Regions from separate parts of the Mus musculus genome. Here regions 1 and 3 are each linked to region 2. Evidence: chromatin contacts called from public HiChIP or PLAC-seq data. All regions are on one chromosome and are shown on one strand. Each heading gives the region's core, a stretch centred on a gene start, on an enhancer-like site or on the middle of the called end of the contact. The rest is flanking DNA. Distances are from core to core; before and after follow the strand shown. Region 1 overlaps Sgms2 (sphingomyelin synthase 2). Region 2 has its middle 90 kb from the start of Gm29865. Region 3 overlaps Dkk2 (dickkopf WNT signaling pathway inhibitor 2).

Region 1 (2,776 bases), core at 103-2,602, 450 kb after region 2:
GGGGACGTGAAGCTCAAAGTTAGGATGTCCTGCTCTTTAAGCTTCAAGTCAGGAAATCTTCCATCCATCCGGATCCTGTTAACATAGAATAATAATATACCTGTATTATAAATTTAACACAGTGACTTATTAATTAAACTAAATTCAATTAATGTGGTGAATATAGATGCTAGGCAAGCTGTTAGCAATTTCCTTTTGCTCTCCCAAAACGACTGTGTGTGTGCGCGTGTGGTGTGTGTGTGTGTGTGTGTGTGTGTGTGTGTGTGTGTGTGTTGTTTTCTAGTGCTGGGGATTGAACCTTGGGTCTCCCTCGTGCTGAGCAAGAATTCTGCCCTTCAGTTCCATGCCTAGCCTCAATATTGATATTTGCTATTTAGAGAACTTTCCTATGCGCTTATGTCTCTATGGTGGGAAAAACAAACAAACAAAGAAAAGCAAGCCTGATATTTGTTGCTTGGTCTTTTCATTGGCTGTATCGCTCACCTATTAGAATGTCCTACCCTGGAGTCAGTCGTGTGCCGTAAGAAAGGAAACCTCCTGAGGTCAGAGTCCTGGCATAAATCTGCCCGTCCATGCATGTGACGCCTTCATGATAAGGTTTATTAACTGGGTAAATACAGCTTTAAAAATATATCTAAGTTTATGTGTGTGCTTTAGTGTTTAAAAGAATTTAATCTATTAAAGATAGATGCTAAACCTCCATCAGGTTTAAGATTTGCTGTTTCCTTTCTGACCTTGGGCAACTCGCTTTGCCTCTTTTCTTTTTTCTCTTTTCTTTTTTCTTTTTTTAAATTGAGCTTACAATATTTCCTAGGGTAGTTGTGAGTGGTTAAAACAGACACCAACAAAGTACCTGACACGCAAGTAAGCTTTGCTTGAATCGGTTGCATTTTCTAGCTATTTAACAATGCCTGCTTCTGTAATGGCTTTCTGGTGACTAATGAGTTTTCCTTGGTCAGGTTTGACAAAGTTTTGGGGCTATTGAAACCTCAGTAGGTTCTTTGTTTCATTTCCTTAAGATCTAAGCTTAAACTGTAGAGTCTCCTGCACCATAGAGCTCGGTATGAACATGTGCTTGTTTGTAATTTCAGTTTTCTGTAGGATCAGGTTTTCTCTGATGGAGGTTTAGCATCTATCTTTAATACATTTAAATTCTTTTAAACATTAAAGCTCACACATAAACCTAGATAAGATTTTTTAAAGCTGTATTTACACAGTTAATATGCCTTATCATAAAGGCATCACATGTATGGCAGGGCAGATTTACAGGTCTAATAAACAGAGCCTTTCTCGACCTTGGACTTTATGCCACATCGCCTCTACAAATGTGTTTACCCAGCTTCCCATCAGTCCTGCTGAAGGAGGCCCTTGGGAGTGGGTGGCCTTCCAAAGTCCTACCTTAGCTTGCCACCCGACTCTGTATCCCATGCCCCCTTTCCCAATTTGTTTATTGTATACCCCCTGCTAGGAATTGCTGATGCTCTACTGTCTGTCTAGGTTGAATTCCCACTTAGCTATATGCTGTACTAGTTTAGTAATTATGTATCTCTTTGGTAAGCTTACAGTTATTAAACACGTTTGCCCTCCCTTATCCTAAGCCTAGGATCAGAAAGGTTTCTAGTGGGGGTGGGGGGGAGGCCATAAGGGTGGAGAGAGAGAGAGAGGTCAGCCCTGCCTTTAAGGATGCTTGCTGCCTTTAAGACAACTGACATTAAGCCAGTCACAACGGCTTGTTAACTGCAGCTGCAGGGGATCTGTCGCCCTCTTGTGGCCTCTCTAGGCACCTGCACACATGTAGCATACACATTAATCAAAGCAATTTTTTTTTTTTTTAATGCTTTGGATTGGGTATTTTTTTTTTTTTATTTTGGAACATTAGTATATACATGATGATGTTTCTCAGAGGTGGAATCCCAGCCTAACTCTAAATTTATTTACTCTTCTATGTACCTTACATATGCAACTGGGGGTGATTTTATACAGTATTTTAATAGTTTTATACAGGAACCAAATGTCTGTGCATTGAACCATGAGAGTTATGGAGTCATGAGAATGCTCAAGATTATTTAGAGTGTTTTCAATATTTCAGAGTTTTTCAGATTAGGAGGAGTCAACCTATCCAACCATCTCACCACACAGTATTTTTTTTTTGACAGTGAGGGAATCCACAATTCTGTGGATTTGTCCCGTATGTTCACGATTTAGCTATTTGCAAACTTTTCTTATAAGTGGATATTGAAAATAATACTTTGTATGCTTCTTATTTCACTGGGAGGCAGGGGCACTGTGTACGCTAAACCCTCAACATAGGAATCAGTGAAAGTGTGAAATGGCAGTCGCTTCGTGTGGTACAACAGCACGGACCTATGCCATTGCCAATTTTAAATTCCTATTTCAGAACTCTTCAGAGTATGGAGAAAGCCTACTGGGATTGTTAAAATGGAATGACTAAATGGTGTATGAATACGACAGCATCAAACCCTTACCTGCATACCTACCAGACAGTATCAAACCCTTACCTGCATACCTACCATCGTCGCCTCCTTCCTTCAGGGGTGGTTGGTCTTTCTTTTCTTTTCTGATCAGTGCTGTTCTCTTCATATCAATTCCAAATATTGTCTCTTAATTATGAGATTTTGAGGACAGTTTTGTCCTTTGACGTGGGGTACAAATCCAGTAGCTTGAGGTCAGGTAATAAGCATATTTATATTAGGTTTTCAAAGCTGATTATTTTATAGGGTGTGTCATAAAACATGCATGTGCATTTAATTTGTAA
Region 2 (2,937 bases), core at 356-2,855:
CCTGGCATGGCCTGAAGAAACAAAAACAGCCTCCCCTGAAGCATTCGCTATGCTTCTCCTCAGAACCCCCCAACATTGCCCTTTGATTCTGCTGCTGAAATGAGATTCAAGTCACAGATTGTTCCCAGCCATGAGGCATAATGTGTTGTCCATAAGGAAGTGCAATATACCCATGGCTCCTCTTGAGTCCTAATTTACCATTATTTCTTTTTCTTTGAGAGGTTCTTTCTCTCATCTACAGCTTTTTTCAGCCCTTGATCCTGCCTCTGGGAGAATCCCCATCTTGAGAGAATTGAGGAGCATGCCTCCTACAAACAAAACTTTGGGGCTCCAATGTTTGCATTGGCACCATCAATTAAAATCTTTCTAGACTACTGCTTTATTTGGGGTTGGGGATTAGCATCTTCAAATACTGAGTGAGTCCAAATACTTTGTGCTTCTAGTCAGCTGTGTTCTAGGCAACCACACCCCAAATTATTTCCTAGACATAGAAAGAAGTGGCATTTCTTTAAAGACTTTGAAGAATAAGTCCAATAAAATTCCTTTGTTGAACAAAGTGACTCATGGGAAAGATCAAATTAAGGGTGTGGTACTGTCATTTGAGCCAGTTAACTTCAAGGTAGCCAACACTGAGAGGTGTGGAGACAAGAGAGGAAATAAACACAGTCACCATGAGGCTTAATCAACTCAGGCTGCTTTAACAAATATTCACTTAAAATAGCCTCTTTTCATTTCTTCAGACGTGTTTTGTGCCCCACCCTTCTCTACAATATCCTTACCAAACACACAAGTATTGCTTTTCTCTCAATATGGCAAAGCTTGTTAAATGTACAGTGGCTATTCATGCACACAGGGTAGGAATTCTGAGTCTTTAATTTTGTCCATTCCCTATTGACAGTTGGCTGCCACAGAAATAACTTCTATGTGCTGGCAATACGGAGAATATGGGAGGTCCTTCAGTCAGGAAATCAATAATGACAATCAGTATCTACCATTCTGCCTATATTCTATACATTTTGAGTTGGGCAACATTGTCAAATGCCTAAATTTCAATGAAATAGCCTTTTTGATTAAAATATCAGACTCAGAGGGGAAGAAAACCTACATAATATTTAATATGTAACTAAATCTTAGAGTTGTTGAAAATGGGATCAATTAGATTTACATTGCAGTATGGGAAAGGCTGATAATTTGTATATAGAAAAGAACTCAGATAAACTAATTTAATGTTTTATCCTGTGGGAGTTCTTAAGTGGACTTAAACAAAAATGGTAAATATCAAAAGAAAATTGTTTACAGTAGCCCCATACACCCACAAGGGATATATATTCATTACAAGACATTGTGGAATCTATAAAATCTAACAGTCTTTTCCTTACAGAGTCCCTAAGATAAAGTTTAATTTATGAATGGAGCACAGTAAAAGGTTAATGATAACCAATGATAAAAATAGAACAATATAACCGTGTACCGAGATAAGAGTTGTGGCAGCAGTGTTCTCAGGCCTTCATGACTTTAAAAAGCACAAACATCATGATACCAGAATAGCCCATCTGATAAGTGGCATGGTGACCGAGTGAATAACAGGCAGGGTGATTCACATCCTGGGCAGGATGGAGAAGGCCAATGCGAGATTTTATCATGCTGCTCAAAACTGCATGCAGTTTAAGACTTATGAATTGTTTATTTCTGGAATTTTCCATTCAACATTTTTAAAGCGCTATTGACTGAAACCGCAGTTGAGAGGGATTAGTGAATAATAGCTTCGATAAACAATACTGATTTGATCCAATCAAATATAACAAGGTGGTTGACTAAACTAATTCATACTAGGTAAACAAGAAAGGGCAGAAGGAAGAATAAAAGAAGGGAAATTTTTCTCTCAGGAAGAGAGTTTTATTATGTCTTTTATGTGGCAAGCAAAATCTAAATGGAATTTATAAAATGAACATTTGCACAAGCAAACTAGGTGGGATTGTGTCAACAACAACAGCTTGATTTATGATCCCCATGGATTTGAGCTCACAAATGCATAGTTGGGGAGAGAACTTCATCACATTAAGGAAAGGCACAACAGATGCTATAACACGATTCTATATGTTGTTGCTCACTAATAGGCTATTGTATTTCATTAAAAGTCATATATTTGTCAATGCTACCTAACTTAAATATTGTAGAACACCGACCAAAAAACAAATAGTGATTTGCAGAGTCAGCCAGGAAATTACAGTAATAATATTACTTTTGGAATAGAATTTAGGAAAACTTTATTCATTGTAAACAATCATAGGATTTTGTTATGTTTTTTTTCATACACATGAATCATGTTCTTTGACATATTTATTCACTTTGTGTTGTATCTGCTCCTAGGAAAACCTTCTTACTTGGGAAATGATGGCAGGGCCTCTCAGATGGTTCTGAAGGGTCACTATAAATCTCCTGAGGGAGGTTTTACAGGTAAATTGGATCCACTGGGCATGCTCAGTAGACAAAAGGTCTCCCATGCCAACAGATGTGGAGAAACGGGCAGAGAAAGATTCTGAGATTTCAGAGAAAGATTCAGCCTGGTTTGTAAGATTCTGGACAGAAGCAGCCAGAGTCAGGGCCAGGGTAATAAATTGACAATATGGTAAGTGACTCTGGGTGATTTGGAAACATGTAAGATGTCATCGTTTTCTACCAATTAGCAATAAAGATCCCTAAGTGACATTAAGGCAATCAGAATCTCTTTGAGCAGAATACTGACAATAGTAGACAATGCTGTGCAGAGGCAGAGGGTGGAGGGAAAGAGGTTCTATTGCTCTTTGGTCAGCAAGAGAAGATGAATGCCTGGATGAAAGCAGTGGGCGGGGACAGGAAGGAAACAAAGTCTCCAGGTAAGCTCAGGCCAACAGAAGAACTCCAGTTTAAATGTAAATAGCACGTAAAGCAGGAAAG
Region 3 (2,700 bases), core at 191-2,690, 320 kb before region 2:
TTTTCAGTAGATGTTCTGTTGCTTCATGAAAATAAAAATTCAGAAATAAAATTCAACAAAATGAATATACCCAGTTTTTCAATAATGTACCAGTGAGAACAAACCAGTCTTGTGTGCAGAATGAGGTCATAGTTTAATTTTATTGAGCATGTAAATAGTAATCCTAAATTTTAATTATATGATATTAAGAGATCGTAAGGGGTGAAATTGTCATGAAGTTTTTAAAAGATTCTTTTCCATTCAAGTGTGTTTGGGAGGAGTCGGTATGCACATGACTGTGAGTGCAGAGGCTGGGGCATTGCTTCTTCCAGAGCTATGCTTTCAGAGTGTTGGAAGATGACTGATATAGGGTCCCATCAAACTTGGGTTCTCACTGCAAAATCAATATGCTCTTTTACCTGGGCCATATTTTCGGTCCATGATTTATTTTATTTAAGTCTGTTTTGAAAGGGTTTCATTTGTCATGAAAACCAAGGACAGTGCATATGTATTGATGTCTATTTGCCTTTTTTTTTATTTGAAGTCATGGACTGTCCCATATATGTAATATGTGTAATTCAGTCTAAAATTGTATAAGGTTTAATCTATGCAAGAATATACAGCTCAAAGGGAAAAATGGTACACACTGTGAGATTCCAAATGCCAACTCAGGATTCCATCTATTTCCAGGAAGGTAGCCAAACCCTTCTAGTAGACAGACAGAAGACTCTGAGCTCAGTGTGCTGTGTGGAAACGTTGCTATATGAAACCCCTTTGATCTTAGAGTTCTAAGGTAAACTCTATGACATCACATAGATTTTTCAATTTGACAGACCTTGGAAGTTACAGGCACTCTGGTCCCTAGACATCAAAGAGAGGGTAAAATGTGGTGATTAACCTCATGTACAAAATTGCAGGGTCATGCCACGGAGGCAGCTTTCCACAATTCCTTTGGTGACCTGCTTTCTTGCTTAAGCAGTAAGATGAAATAGCTGCCTGAGATTGGCTCTCTCCCTCCTCGGATTTGTTTTCAGGCTCTGGAAAGCGTCTGTTCTATACTGAGCTTAGACCATCTCTGCAGGGTTAAAGGTAACTCAGAAAACCAAATTTTCATTTTGCCCAAAGTAAATGATTGAAAGTCATTGATGAAATGAGTGGAAGCAATAACTTTTCCCCCAATATTTTACACACTGCTGGATCTTTCTATGAGTAAAAACATCCTATTGGTTTCCACAGAATCCATGATATTTACAAATTTTATGCATATGCAAACTTGAAGATTGAATATTTATAATGCCCACCACTGGTCTTGGTTCTTCTAGCTGTAGAGATTATTCTGTAGACTATTTTATAACTATTCCAACCATCCTTATAAAGCAAAGCAAAGCCCTTTCCATAACCTTAGCACCCAACACAAGCACGCAACAGATAGCAGACTCTCAGTAAATGTTTACTCAGTGAGTAAGTGCTGGGTGACTGGTTGCTTCCCATCAAGACTTTATTACTGCCAGACATTCTTTCCTGTTTAAAAGATTCAATTGTTTGTACATCCTGTGAAATGATTTTTGACTCCTTATTAACTGAGTTATGTATGTGACTGTAGAATAAAGACCAATGAGATACATAAATAGATAAAATCCCTCACCAAATGTAGGAGAGCATCAACAAAATCATTTGGAGCCAAACAGCTATGTGGATGCCTAAGAGATGCATTTACAAATTTCCCTGGAGTTCAACGCGTCTTTTAACCCAGGCAGATGAAAACTTCTTTACAGTCTCATCTGAAAAAGAAATTAATGGGGAGAGGAGCATATAAAGTCCACAGCCAACATCAGCCATGATAAAGTTTGTGGTAACCTAAATCTAACTTCTATTCTCAACAATCTCCAAGACTCCAGGTATCCTGAAATACATGTGTGGGCCCACGATTATGAATGAAATGAGTCACTCCACCATGTTTTAATAGGCTTCCACTTGCCTTTCTTGTTTTAAATAGCTTCTTCCTTTTTTCCTTTTTGGTCTACCAAATTGCATCTGACTAAATGTACCTAGTTAATGAGCGTCTATTCCATTAGAGTGTAATCCTACCCAGCTATTGTTTTCTTCTGGAGGATGTAATGGAGAGAACGTGCAGGTGCTTAGCAGCAGGCTCCCATTTCTAGAGTTACAGTCTTAAAGCTGTCAGAACTGCTCAGGAACAAGGAAGAGCCAGAGCTCGCCAGGCAAATGAAATGCCCGCTTGGTGAATATTTAAATCGGAGGCTGGAGAATAATGAACAACTGGCAAGAGAGGGCAGAAACTATCCACAGAGAAACTTTCTCTTTTCTTCTCTGATGACCAGACTCTCGGTCCACAAAATAAGTGGCCCGTGTTCTAATATATTTTTGAAGGCACCGTATTTGAAATTTGTTTGGTTTCAACTTTGAAAAGTGGCATATGCTTGGTGACATGGTGGAGTTGGCACTGTCTTAATGTGAGTTGATTTAACAAGAAAAATCACAAGTGTACATGCTGCACGAGTGGGCCAGCCCGTGTGCCCATGACGAGAGGAAAAAGGAGAGACCACGAGAGCGAGGAAAGAGATCTTCCAAAAGGGAGAAAGGGACGAACAAGATAGGATCATGGAATTCGTGGTGTATGAGCAAAAGATAAGAAAGAACTACTTGGGTTGAGAAAGGAACCCAGCAAGATAGCAACAGGGGAAGGGGAGAGCAACAGAG

Evidence for each region. HiChIP or PLAC-seq counts read pairs in DNA pulled down with a chosen protein or histone mark.
Region 1: a contact with region 2 is called in a FOXA1 HiChIP or PLAC-seq map of pancreatic cancer cells. The contact joins two enhancer-like sites. A contact is called at or near these places in 1 of 484 Hi-C or Micro-C datasets (embryonic stem cells), 3 of 115 datasets of contacts at active chromatin or transcription factors (embryonic stem cells and pancreatic cancer cells) and 1 of 9 other capture datasets (embryonic stem cells).
Region 3: a contact with region 2 is called in a FOXA1 HiChIP or PLAC-seq map of pancreatic cancer cells. The contact joins two enhancer-like sites. A contact is called at or near these places in 1 of 484 Hi-C or Micro-C datasets (embryonic fibroblasts) and 2 of 115 datasets of contacts at active chromatin or transcription factors (microglia and pancreatic cancer cells).

The regions. Positions count from the first base shown.
Region 1 is chr3:131,346,982-131,349,757 of GRCm38.p6, reverse strand. The region is part of intron 1 of Sgms2 (sphingomyelin synthase 2); the gene reads left to right. Among named protein-coding and RNA genes, the nearest start is that of Cyp2u1, 45 kb to the right of the region's middle. Within about 2 kb of position 1,352, at least 28 of the 459 cell types and tissues checked have an H3K27ac peak or open chromatin away from gene starts, as enhancers often do. A contact at or near this core is called in pancreatic cancer cells, where this site is marked.
Region 2 is chr3:131,801,704-131,804,640 of GRCm38.p6, reverse strand. No RefSeq gene overlaps it. Among named protein-coding and RNA genes, the nearest start is that of Gm29865, 90 kb to the left of the region's middle. Within about 2 kb of position 1,605, at least 37 of the 459 cell types and tissues checked have an H3K27ac peak or open chromatin away from gene starts, as enhancers often do. A contact at or near this core is called in pancreatic cancer cells, where this site is marked.
Region 3 is chr3:132,120,966-132,123,665 of GRCm38.p6, reverse strand. The region is part of intron 1 of Dkk2 (dickkopf WNT signaling pathway inhibitor 2); the gene reads right to left. Among named protein-coding and RNA genes, the nearest start is that of Dkk2, 37 kb to the right of the region's middle. Within about 2 kb of position 1,440, at least 14 of the 459 cell types and tissues checked have an H3K27ac peak or open chromatin away from gene starts, as enhancers often do. A contact at or near this core is called in pancreatic cancer cells, where this site is marked.